Linked DNA regions of Gadus morhua: region 2 is linked to region 1. A link is a contact called in public Hi-C data. All regions are on one chromosome and are shown on one strand. Each heading gives the region's core, a stretch centred on a gene start, on an enhancer-like site or on the middle of the called end of the contact. The rest is flanking DNA. Distances are from core to core; before and after follow the strand shown.

Evidence for each region. A called contact is a pair of places that touch in the nucleus more often than the background predicts.
Region 2: a Hi-C map of gonad shows a contact between it and region 1, with 5 times the contacts expected there. The contact joins the promoter of ccdc88b here to the promoter of macrod1 in region 1. A contact is called at or near these places in 5 of 6 Hi-C or Micro-C datasets (blood, gill, gonad and 2 more).

The regions. Positions count from the first base shown.
Region 1 is chr10:6,724,174-6,729,647 of gadMor3.0, forward strand. It overlaps macrod1 (mono-ADP ribosylhydrolase 1), which reads left to right and starts at 2,871. Exons shown (of 9, transcript XM_030368418.1): 1 at 2,871-3,587; 2 at 3,792-3,902. The coding sequence starts at 3,095. It overlaps fermt3b (FERM domain containing kindlin 3b), which reads right to left and starts at 2,277. Exons shown (of 15, transcript XM_030368415.1): 1 at 2,034-2,277. LOC115552372 (a long non-coding RNA gene) reads left to right here and starts at 3,956. Exons shown (of 2, transcript XR_003978307.1): 1 at 3,956-5,474.
Region 2 is chr10:6,904,746-6,910,587 of gadMor3.0, forward strand. ccdc88b (coiled-coil domain containing 88B) reads right to left here and starts at 3,016. Exons shown (of 28, transcript XM_030368402.1): 1 at 2,766-3,016; 2 at 1,485-1,633; 3 at 649-757. The coding sequence starts at 2,822. It overlaps rom1b (retinal outer segment membrane protein 1b), which reads right to left. Exons shown (of 5, transcript XM_030368403.1): 5 at 5,084-5,380. The coding sequence ends at 5,153.

The DNA.
Region 1 (5,474 bases), core at 1,621-4,120:
TTGGAGGCAGAGCTCGAGGTTGATGGTGTTTCGTCGTCAATTTCCCTGGTGGAGGTCACTGAGGTAGTCAAACATCTCCGCAGTGGCAAAGCCCCAAGGATTGATGAGATCCAGCCAGAAATGTTAAAGGCGCTGGGTGTTGAGGGGCTGTCATGGTTGACACGCCTATTCAACATTGCGTGGGAGTCGGGTACAGTGGCAAAGGAGTGGCAAACCGGGGTGGTGGTATCCCTGTTCAAAAAGGGGAACCAGAGAGTGTGTGCCAATTACCGGGGTATCACACTTCTCAGCTTCCCTGGTAAAGTCTACTCCAAAGTGCTGGAAAGGAGGGTTTGGCCGATCGTCGAACCTCAGATTGAAGAGGAACAATGCGGTTTCCGCCCCGGACTTGGAACTACGGACCAGCTCTTCACTCTCGCATGGATCCTGGAGGGGGCCTGTATGCTACACGGTCTACATGTGTTTTGTGGATCTGGAGAAGGCGTATGACCGGGTCCCCCGGGAGAAATTGTGGGAGGTGCTGCGGGAGTATGGGGTAAGGGGGTCTCTCCTGAGGGCCATCCGATCTCTGTACTCCCAAAGCGAGAGCTGTGTTCGCGTCCTCGGCAGCCAGTCAGTTTCGTTCTTAGTGGGTGCTGGTCTCCGCCAGGGCTGCGCCTTGTCACCAATCCTGTTTGTGATATACATGGACAGGATATCGAGGCGTAGTCGTGGTGGGGAGGGGTTGCAGTTGGTCTGAGGATCTCGTCACCGCTTTTTGCAGATGATGTGGTCCTCATTGGATCATCGCCTGTGACCTTCAGCACTCACTGGATCGGCTGGCGGCCGAGTGTGAAGCGGCTGGGATGAGGATCAGCACCGCTAAATCTAAGGCCATGACTCTTAGCAGGAAACCGGTGGATTGCTTACTCCGGGTAGGAAATGAGTCCTTATCCCAAGTGAAGGAGTTCAAGTACCTCAGGGTCTTGTTCGCGAGTGAGGGTACGATGGAGCTTGAGATTGGCCGGAGAATCTGAGCAGCGGGGGCGGTATTTTGTTCGCTTTACCGCACCGTTGTTACGAAAAGAGAGCTGAGCCGCAAGGCAAAGCTCTCAATCCACCGGTCGATCTTCGTTCCTATCCTCACCTATGGTCATGAGGGTTGGGTGATGACCGAAAGTATGAGATTGCGGGTACAAGCGGCCGAGATGAGTTTTCTCAGAAGGGTGGCTGGCGTCTCCCTTAGGGATAGGGGGAGAAGCTCCACCATCCGCGAGGAACTCGGATTAGAGCCGCTGCTCCTTTACTTAGAAAGGAGTCCGCTGAGGTGGTTCGGGCATCTGGTAAGGATGCCCACTGGGCGCCTCCCTTTGGAGGTGTTTCAGGCACGTCCAGTGGGGAGGAGACCTCGGGGAAGACCCAGGACTAGGTGGAGAGATTATACCTCAACACTGGCCTGGGAACGCCTCGGGATCCCCCCGTCAGAGCTGGTCAATGTGGCCCGGGAAAGGGGTGTCTGGGGCCCCCTGCTTGAGCTGCTCCCCCCGCGACCAGACCCCGGATAAGCGGATGAAGATGAGATGATGAGATGAGACATTCGTCTTACCAGACCAGAATGTCTTCTTTGAAACCTACACAGCGATGAACGCCCTCCTCGCCTGGGCTTGAAACAAGCTGCAAACGTAAGACCACGCAATCCTACATGTGCAAGACCTCTGTGTGGTTCATTTTGCAAGCATCACCAACCTACTTAGCCTATCTTCTATCTCTCTGTCTCTCTGTCTCTCTCTCTCTCTCCACACCTGTCTGTGTGTCTCTCTACGTCCGGCTGAGGAGCTGTGTTAGGAGCGGAGATGTAGAAATTGATGCTGACATGACTAGATCACTGGTTCTGGATCCAGTACAGGCGACTTTTTCCAACCGCACCCCTTTGGCTCTTCTACCCTCCCCCCTCCTCCCCCCCCATCTCTCTCTTCCTTCTAGATAGTATTTCTCTCTTGGTCTCTCTCACACACACACACAAACAAACAAACAAAAAACAAACAATGGTTTACCGTCAAGCTCCTCCGTCGGTGATGATGCTATAGGAAGCCCCTTTCCCTGGAGTCTACGAGCCTTGTCTCTTCTACCCTGAAGGTCACCGGGTGTAAACGTACTAAAGTGTTGTTCTGCCGCTGTGCGCTCGCCTTCTTTCTCCCCTTGTGTGTGGGAGCCCTGAGGTCGGTGTCACTCCTGTTAGGCAAGTGCCTGCGGTGTCAGTTCTGTAAAAAAAAGAAAGGTTCCTCTTTGTCTATTTCCGGCGGGCGGAAGTGCGAGCGAGATGTGTGTTCACAGTTTGACTGAGCTGTAAGTGACTTCTTGTGTGCCAATGTGGGGGGTGTAGTCGGATGCAGTGTGGCCATTTGTGATAATCCGTGAGGCTTCGTCAAAGGGCCATGCATACTAGCACACACAAGCCACACACACATTCATCACGGACAAAGTGCTATTAATATGAGCTCCACTTTCCATTTCTCTGATATAACAAATAGTAGAATGGAGGTGTCATTTTCACCACAAATGTTGTAAACTGTGTTGAAGCATCATCATCATCCTGTTGCCAGTAGTAGCTCTACACCTTTCATGACTGTATAGTGTTATTCATGTCTTTCCTATGTGCATCCCAGATTTTCTTTATTGAACTGCATTCCACTTATTGTCTTAAATGTATGCTCTTTTGAATGAACACTATACAAAAAGGATTTGCAAAATGTAAAACAATTCAACAGATGTATATTTTGAATGTTCCATTTCAACTCGGTAGATGGCGACATAGCCTGGGCCATCTCTTTTACAGACGTGAAACGCAGCAGCCTAAATATGGGTCGGTGCGTCGGTGCTCCTGTTGGATATCCTCTTCCGCCCGCTATTGCGCACAAAACACCATATTAACATAATAATAATAGCTACAATGCAGGGTTGATGTAAATATTTTTGAATAAAAAATTGCTTTTTACTTCAACCCTCTAATTTCGGTACATTCCCAGCGTCACCCGAAACAGAAACAGCAAATGTTTGATTGTGGAACATTAAGAATCAAAAACGAAACCCAGTCACTGCATGAAGGCAGTGGTCAATGTCACGCATTATTGTAGGCCTATTATTTACCCCATGCAACATGACATTTAAAACATCCATCCTCCTTCCACGTATCAGAATCCTATCCTCAGCGGGTCGTCTGTCAGGTAATCGACTTGACTTCATGCATGTCAAAAACATTTCAAGTACTGCAGGTTTCCGTCCAAAACGACCCCTCACTCTCCTGTTTGGATCGGTGAGGAGGAATGTATCAGCTGAGTGCAACTGTGGAAGTCAAATGTTCGCCAAACAGTCAAGCACTGCGACCCGATGGAACAAGTTGTCAACAACAACCACGTTGCAGAAGGACGGGTTCACCCGTTCCCGTGAGAGGGGAGTTTTGCTTCGTAAAGTTGTCCTCGGCGCACTCGGGTTCGCCACCACTGCGGCCGTATGTGTCCACACCAGTGCCCGGGTCACCATGGCCGAAGGGACAGAATCTCTGAAGGTTAACCTTGAGTCCGCTGAGGCAGACTGGAAGGAGACCAAGGGTGAGACGAAACTAAAGCTGCACTATAAACAATGTCCTCTAGACTAGAGAACCCCAAATTAGGTAACATACATAGTGGAAACTCCCCGGGGGTAATTACGGCAATCACACTAAACTGAACGTGTAAACTTTAAGGGGGCACCACTTTCCATATACGACGTATGATTCATCATCTCTCTTTCTCTCTCAATCTTCTCTTCCTTAGACCGGATGCTGTCCTTGCCGCTGGATGAGAGGCGGCGGTTCTACAGGACCCGTTGCTATACGTCCCTGGACCAGGTCCCTGTGTGGAGTCCCTCTCCAGGCCCCTCTTCAGGTCAGCATGGCTTCACTGCACACAGCCGGGTGGGAGGGGGGGGGGGGGGGGGGGGGGTCGGACACAAAATCGACTACTTCTATATGAAATGTGTTATTTTGGTAATCATGTGTACTGAGATCCTGCCGATATTGGGTTCACCGATACGATACCGATTTTAATAGTTAGGTTGATATGCACATGTTCAACCAAATTCCCCTTGTTCTTAATCCACTATTTTTTATTTTAAGGGATGAATTCAGACGGATGTATTTTATTTTTAGTGATAGGCTATATTGTGTCAGAATAGCATTATTTATTCAGAAAATAATATTCAAGGCTCCGACATTTTTGACTTGATAATCATATGGTTTAATAGACTCTATAAGACAGGTCAAAACACCCAGCTTTCACAGCTTTAACCCCCCGATCTTAAAGATGACTGCTAGTCATAACTCAATGAACATTTACTGTTTTCCAAATGAATGAAAGATGTCACAGAGGTCATCGTTTTGGCAGGATTTAAAAAAGGACAGAAACAAAGTCTGCAGTCATATAATTTAAAAGCTTTAGGCCTTAGTTATTTCTTTAATTTTGCCTGCAATGCTACATCAACATTCGTGTTTAACGCTCCATAGCTTGCATGTGACCATATCAGAATTGGCACCTTGGCCCGCATCACTGCGGCATCTGTTTGGATCCATTGTATTAAAAACAGAATAAACCTAGTGTCTAATCTCCCGACGTGTTGTCTTTCAACTACGCAACGCTGTCCAGCGCGGCGCTCTGTGTCTCGCCTGGTGCGACGCACCACACGTCGAAGCTCTGCTGTAACCGAGTGGGACTCACACCGAGAGAGGATGTGAGACAAAATGACTTCACAGCACTTCACGATATGTTGGAAGAGTAGAGATAATGCAGATTAAGTTAATCTAGAGATAACGTGCACAGATCTTTTACTTCCCCATCAACCAATCTAATGGTAGAGTTGGTCAGATTTGAGTCTACCAATCTTTTCTTCGGTTACCCAAAACCCTAGAAAATAAATACACTGGTTCCTGACTTATTTAACTATAGGCTGACAACACAAATGGCAGATAACAACATACTGCAACCGCAACACTGAATGAACGCCTGCCGGGGACTTAACCACTCTGGTGCTCCAAGAAGAAACCCCAGACCGTGCTTATTTTGCGCTCAATAGAGAAAGAAATAAAGTGAAAAAAAAAGAATCTGCTGTCAAGGCTTATACATATAAATATAATACAATACATAGGGCCCAAGTTTGTTACGTTTCCAGCATTTTATTGCATGAGCTAGTTTGGAACTACCCCTGAATTCCACAGAAGGAACTGTTAGTAAAACTGCCCGCTTCCTACTCTGCGCAGCCAACTGAGGACACTGCCGGCCAACATCGGCAGACATTATTGCCATCCGATATATTGGTCAGGCTCACTACGCAAAATGGCTGACAGGGAAGATGCTGTTTTTACTTTTGAAGCACAAGGACAAACACCTGCTGCATCAGTATCATTATCAACTGTTATTCAGTGTTGACATCTCAAAGATTTACCTTGTAAATGTATGTGGTAA
Region 2 (5,842 bases), core at 1,766-4,265, 180 kb after region 1:
GAATCCCAACTCTGGATCGGAACAGAGACGCTCTGATTACCGAGTGTTTTGTGAGCATTTGAATGGAAACACTTTTTACACCAAGGAGAACGTGATTTAAGTTAATCACTCTGGATCCCCACTCTGGTTTGAGGGAATAAGCTATTCAGGGAAAAACACTAAGCCTAATGGGAATGCTAATGCTAATATCACTTAATAGCACATACATATTGTTGTTGATTGTTGTTCTGTGGCGTACCATGGAGGACCGATCAGAAAGGGGCCTTTGAACACTTAGAGCTGCCGTAGATATGATTTGAGAGTTATAAAGAGAGCATGCCATGTGATTGACAGGCAGGATAGATTCATCTAAACCAATCAGGCATCTCTTCCCTGATTGGTTTTGTTGAATCCATCCTGCATCAGAAATGAATATGGCGACCGGCCTTAAATCGAATGCTTGGATACAGAGGCAAGCACTGTCAACTCAGAACAGATATTCTTTCAGAGCATTTCACTTAAAAAGCTGATTGACGACTTTGGCATTTCTAACCAATTACAGCTCTTAGATCCTACCTAAAGGCCCTTTCATTTATTTTTAAATGTTTAAAGTGTAAATTCAACCTCCTTTAAAATCCATTTCAAAGGTTGATTTTAGCATATGTGTACCTGGTAGAAGGCCCTGAGGTGGCGGTTCAGGATGGAGAAGTTCTGCAGTCGGAGCATGCGGCCTCCGGCATCGCGGTGGTAGAGTTGCTCCACCTTTGGGTTGGGATCTCTGAAAACACAGCTAGTAAGTTAGAGATATGGTTCCTTGGGGTGTCTGAGAACACAGCTCAGCTAGGTAGAGATACTGTTCCTTGCCAAGAGATTACAATTCACGCAACAGTGAATTGTGTGCACGGAGTAGGGATCAAATTTTAATCAGCCTGAGCATAACACCAGCAAAATTAGGTTGCGAAGTTTGTCGAGAATAATAAATAATGATTAATGTTTCATCGTTGGCGGTTATAGACTTAGATATAACCTTATAATGAGTTAACAGAAGCACGCCTCTCACTGGAAATGGGCTTAGTATTGCAGCTCAACTTGCCTGTGTATCAATAATGTTAAAACAATATTGAACTCAAATTTCTGTCAGACCTACCAAAGTATAATTAGACTGTTGAATTATACTGTTCAAACAAAGATGCTATAGAATAAATTCAAAATGTCTTAATGATAAATGGTTTTACTTTCAAAAGTATTCCTTTGTCCTTGTTTGTATAGCCTTGGTTTATCTCCCAGTGCATGTGAGTAGAGGGTGCATCAATAATAATAATAGGCCTTATAATAATAACTACATGAGTCAAGAGATGGTTTATTAGGTATCCTTTGAATAAACTTGATAAACACAATAATCGAAGCGTCTTGGTACCATCTCGGAGTGCAATGCTTCCTTGGATTACAGCCATGTTTCGTGTGGAATAGAGTCGAAGCGAAACCAAAATCTTGGTCATGCTTACATCAACCTCATGACCTCGTTGAGGAAGACCCCGTCGGTCAGCCTCGTATACCAACTCCCGGTTCCCCGGGGGGGCGGGTCTGCGTCCGGGTACGGGCTGTGGGGGGGCGGTCTACCCGCTCCGTCCACCATGGGCTGGAACAGCAACACCTGGGCCCATGATCGCACGTCAACAACAGACAAAGCGACAACGCGGAGGCTCGGAATATAGACGGAGGTATATGATATGGTCCGCTCGGGATTGTTGTTTTATTCTAACGTCGATGGCTCGTGCGCGCCTGTAGTGTGGCATTCTATAGTCGGCCGACAGGAAGCTACTTCAGACGGCACGGGGCGACACCTGTTCGGACAGGTGGGCGCCGCGCTGTCACACTGGGAAGCACTTCACAGTGAAGAGAAGAGCCAAGCGGGACGGCGGCCAAGGTCTTCCTGTGCTGCGGCTCACTGTGCCAGTTCACACTACAAAATAATGAGGTTTAGTCCCAATCCCGGACCCGGGCCGCCTCTTAATAATGCACTGTCTATAAAATGACCTATAAGCGAAAAGCATTGGCAGTAAGTTAAACTGAATACATACATATTGCTGAGGAGCTGAGGCCTAATCAGCCAGATTGTATCTGTGTGCGTGTGTGTGTGTGTGTGTGTGTGTGTGTGTGTGTGTGTGTGTGTGTGTGTGTGTGTGTGTGTGTGTGTGTGTGTGTGTGTGTGTGTGTGTGTGTGTGTGTGTGTGTGTGTGTGTGTGTGTGTGTACGTACGTACGCGCGCTTGTGTGTGCGTGCCTGTGCAATGTAAACCCTTGTGGTTATTACTGCAGTGTCGTGGTGAGTGTGATGAGACACTAATGGCGTGTGTGTCATTAGTGTTATTCTCTGCAGTCTATGCAGCGGTGCGAAACTGTCAGAGGAAGCAGTCAAAAGGAGAAGTTTGCTTTGCTCTTCTATATGAACAATAGAGAAAGAGACCGTAGAGTTTGTATCTATTTTCTTTCTTTTTGTTTGTTTGTTGTTTTATATTGTTGGTAATGGTAATGCGCTGATGTGTTTCAATAGGCCTAGTGCTGGGATACTTTTGATTGGCCTCTGTTCATAATAACGAGAGCCCATTGCTTCTTAAATGGAATATATATCCATGAGACCTGAAACAACTTGATAGAAGTGCTTGGTTTCGTGTGCAGGGCTAGACTACTTGTTTTAAACTATTTCACGGTAACGTCCAATAATAAAGTCTTTATCGACCATCCGCTTCATGTCGGTTTGAAAGGAGTAATTTATAAACCACGTACCCATTTGGCCAACGCACTCTCCAGGAATTCCTCTATTAACTCCATGTTAGCCACCATCGGTGAGAGATCAAAGGACCACTTAATCAAACAACAATAGCCAGCTCAAGGCTACAATCAGAAGGAGAATGAGTGTTTCATAAGGACATGTCGGTGGCCCTACCACTCCCTCCCTCTGCGTGACTTCTCTTTCTTCCTGTCAGTCATCTAGTTCTGCAGCACATTGCAAAACCGCACCGGAGTGTTCAACACGCACGTGTTACGTATGTGGAACCACCGTCCTCCTCCTCCACCTCCTCCTCCACGTCCTACATCAGAGAGACCCCGGCGTTTCAGCCCAGCACCCTCAAGATGGACGAGGGGACCATGGAAAGTATTGAGTTTTATTACCACCTATGTTAAACAATGAACCCATCCGAATTAAATTTGTGTGACAGATTCAAGTTTAATTTCCTGCCAATGACCAGCTCTAATTTAGATAAGGCAAACGAGATGCGCGAGATATCTGCTTAATTAATTTCAACGCTAGGAACTAATGAAGTATTGTACAACAGCGAACTCTGCTGGTGGTAAATGCAAGGCGGCTGTCGATTGATGGATAGACGCGGCCTTATTTATTCATTCGTTCGTTTGTTTATTCATTTATAAATGTTTTTATTTGTTTATTTATTTACACATTTCCCTCCAAACAATAAAACCAACAACAGCCGTCTTCTGTTGAGTTCTTGGGATTTTAATTACAAATCACCAGTATTCCTAACCTTTCATTTACATATTCTAAATATTTGATGAATCTTCTGAGAGAATAATAAATAAGTAAAAACCTTTGCATGGAAATTCTGTAGATATGGTATTATTCTGGAACGGAAACAGCCCCCTCTAGGATATGACAGAACCAACAGTTGGTTTGTCTGTGGAAATAAAATCAGTTTCCTTGACTTGCACACTGTTACAAACTGTGAGCAGGGTTTCTTGCACTGCAGAGCACACCCTTCCAAATTTGTGCGTGCATGTGACTGTGTGTATGTGTGTGTGTGTGTGTGTGTGTGTGTGTGTGTGTGTGTGTGTGTGTGTGTGTGTGTGTGTGTGTGTGTGTGTGTGTGTGTGTGTGTGTGTGTGTGTGCTGATAATGCTTGTGCAGCAGTTCTGAGATTATCCACAGTGGGATTATCAGATTGGTATAGAGCTGCCAGAGGATGGAAGATGACAACCTTCATCTCGTCACACCCTTGTAGGACACTGCTAAACACACACTCAGACTCAGTGCATACAGACACTCGCTGGCCCACTGTCGTACCTGCTGAACGCCACTCTGGGGTTCTAGACCAATCTACCAGCGGGTCATCCACCAGTCTGCCCCCATTCAAACATAACATGTACAAAATGTAGCCAACACTACAAAGCAGTTAAAAAGATCTACCTTTAATATTTTTAACAACGTTTAACAACTTATCAGACGTCTAACAATTACATTTCAGTCGGTAACTCTAGCTGTGCTACAGATAAATACCCTGGGCGTGGATTTCTCTCACATGAACATAATGTAACAGTGAGTCGAACAGATTTAAACAAGGGGCTTTCACGGACAATGATGTCTTAGTGGGCGGACACAATTGGATTAATTCGAGTTGGCTTGTTTTTAATAGATGCAAATCCTACCCCCCTGTGCTTTACTCTCTCCCTACGGCGAAACAAAGGAGCGCCGCACCTCTCCTGCAGATCACTGATGTTGACACGCTCCGTGATAAAAAGAAAGAAAAGCTCCTACACCCAGCGTGTTGCTGTGCAAAGCCCGATATCCCCCCCCCCCCCCCCCCCCCCGACGGGCCCCCCCCCCCGAACCCCCCCCCCCCCGACGGGCCCCCCCCCCGGAACCCCCCCCCCCCCCCCCCCACGGGCCGGCAGGGCGCACAGTGGAGCACAGATGCTGCTCCGGCCGGGTATAAATCAGCCTACCTCGTCGGACTCCACAGATGTTGTACCCCGACGCCCCCTCCCCGCCACCGCCTGCCAAGTTTAAATCACTGCAACCCCCCCCCTAAAAATAAACTCCCCCACCCCTCTTATCACTCCCGCCACACCGATTAGGACGCCGCGCTGTTCTCTCTCTCTCTCTCTCTCTCTCTCTCTCTCTCCCTCTCCCTCTCCCTCTCCCTCTCTCTCTCCCTCTCCCTCTCCCTCTCTCTCTCTCTCTCTCTCTCTCTCTCTCTCTCTCTCTCTCCCTCTCCCTCTCTCTCTCTCTCTCTCTCTCTCTCTCTCTCTCTCTCTCTCTCTCCCTCCCTCTCTCTCTCTCTCTCTCTCTCTCTCTCTCTCTCTCCCTCTCCGTCTCTCTCCCTCTCTCTCTCCCTCTCTCTCTCTCTCTCTCACTCTCTCTCTCTCGGCTCCTCTTCTCAGTTGGCAGGCTTCTCGCCCGCCTCCTCGTCGGCGGCCCCCCCCTCGGCGTCGGGCCCCACGGGGCCGATCTTCAGCAGGCCGAGCACGGCCGCCCGCAGGTCCACCAGGGAGTCCTTCAGGCCCTTCTCCAGCAGGTAGCCCTCGCTCTCCTCCTCTGGGTTCTCCAGCGCCATGGCCCCCTCCACTGCCGTCTGGAGGTACCGCATGCTGGCGATCACCGACACCTGGGGAACCCGAAGGTCAGAGGTCGGCTGATGTCAGGATGAGGGGGCGGGGGCCAGGGACGGGTCTGACTCTGTTGTGGTCGACGCCACAGAGAACGAGGTCCGGGCGTACGGTTTGAACCGGTGGAGCCAGTCTGCGCTGGTTCACACGCCGACGCATTCTTAGATCATTTAAACCGTTGCTCAGGTTCAATTCATCTTCAATTCAATAGATTGCCAAGCATCACTGTGAAGCGATAATCTTTTAGCAAATCTGTCACGGATCATTTCACCGTTTGTAATTTGAATCTATTATGTTGTTATTATGGATACGGTCCAACATAACACATTCAATCCAATTTGTACTTGAATGTGTTCATTTCAAGTACCATTATTTCCAGCTTTCCAGAAGAATTCTAAAGCTACGCTACATTAATGTGAGATTAGCCGTGCTGTGTAAAGCGAGGAGCTATGCCCAAGTCC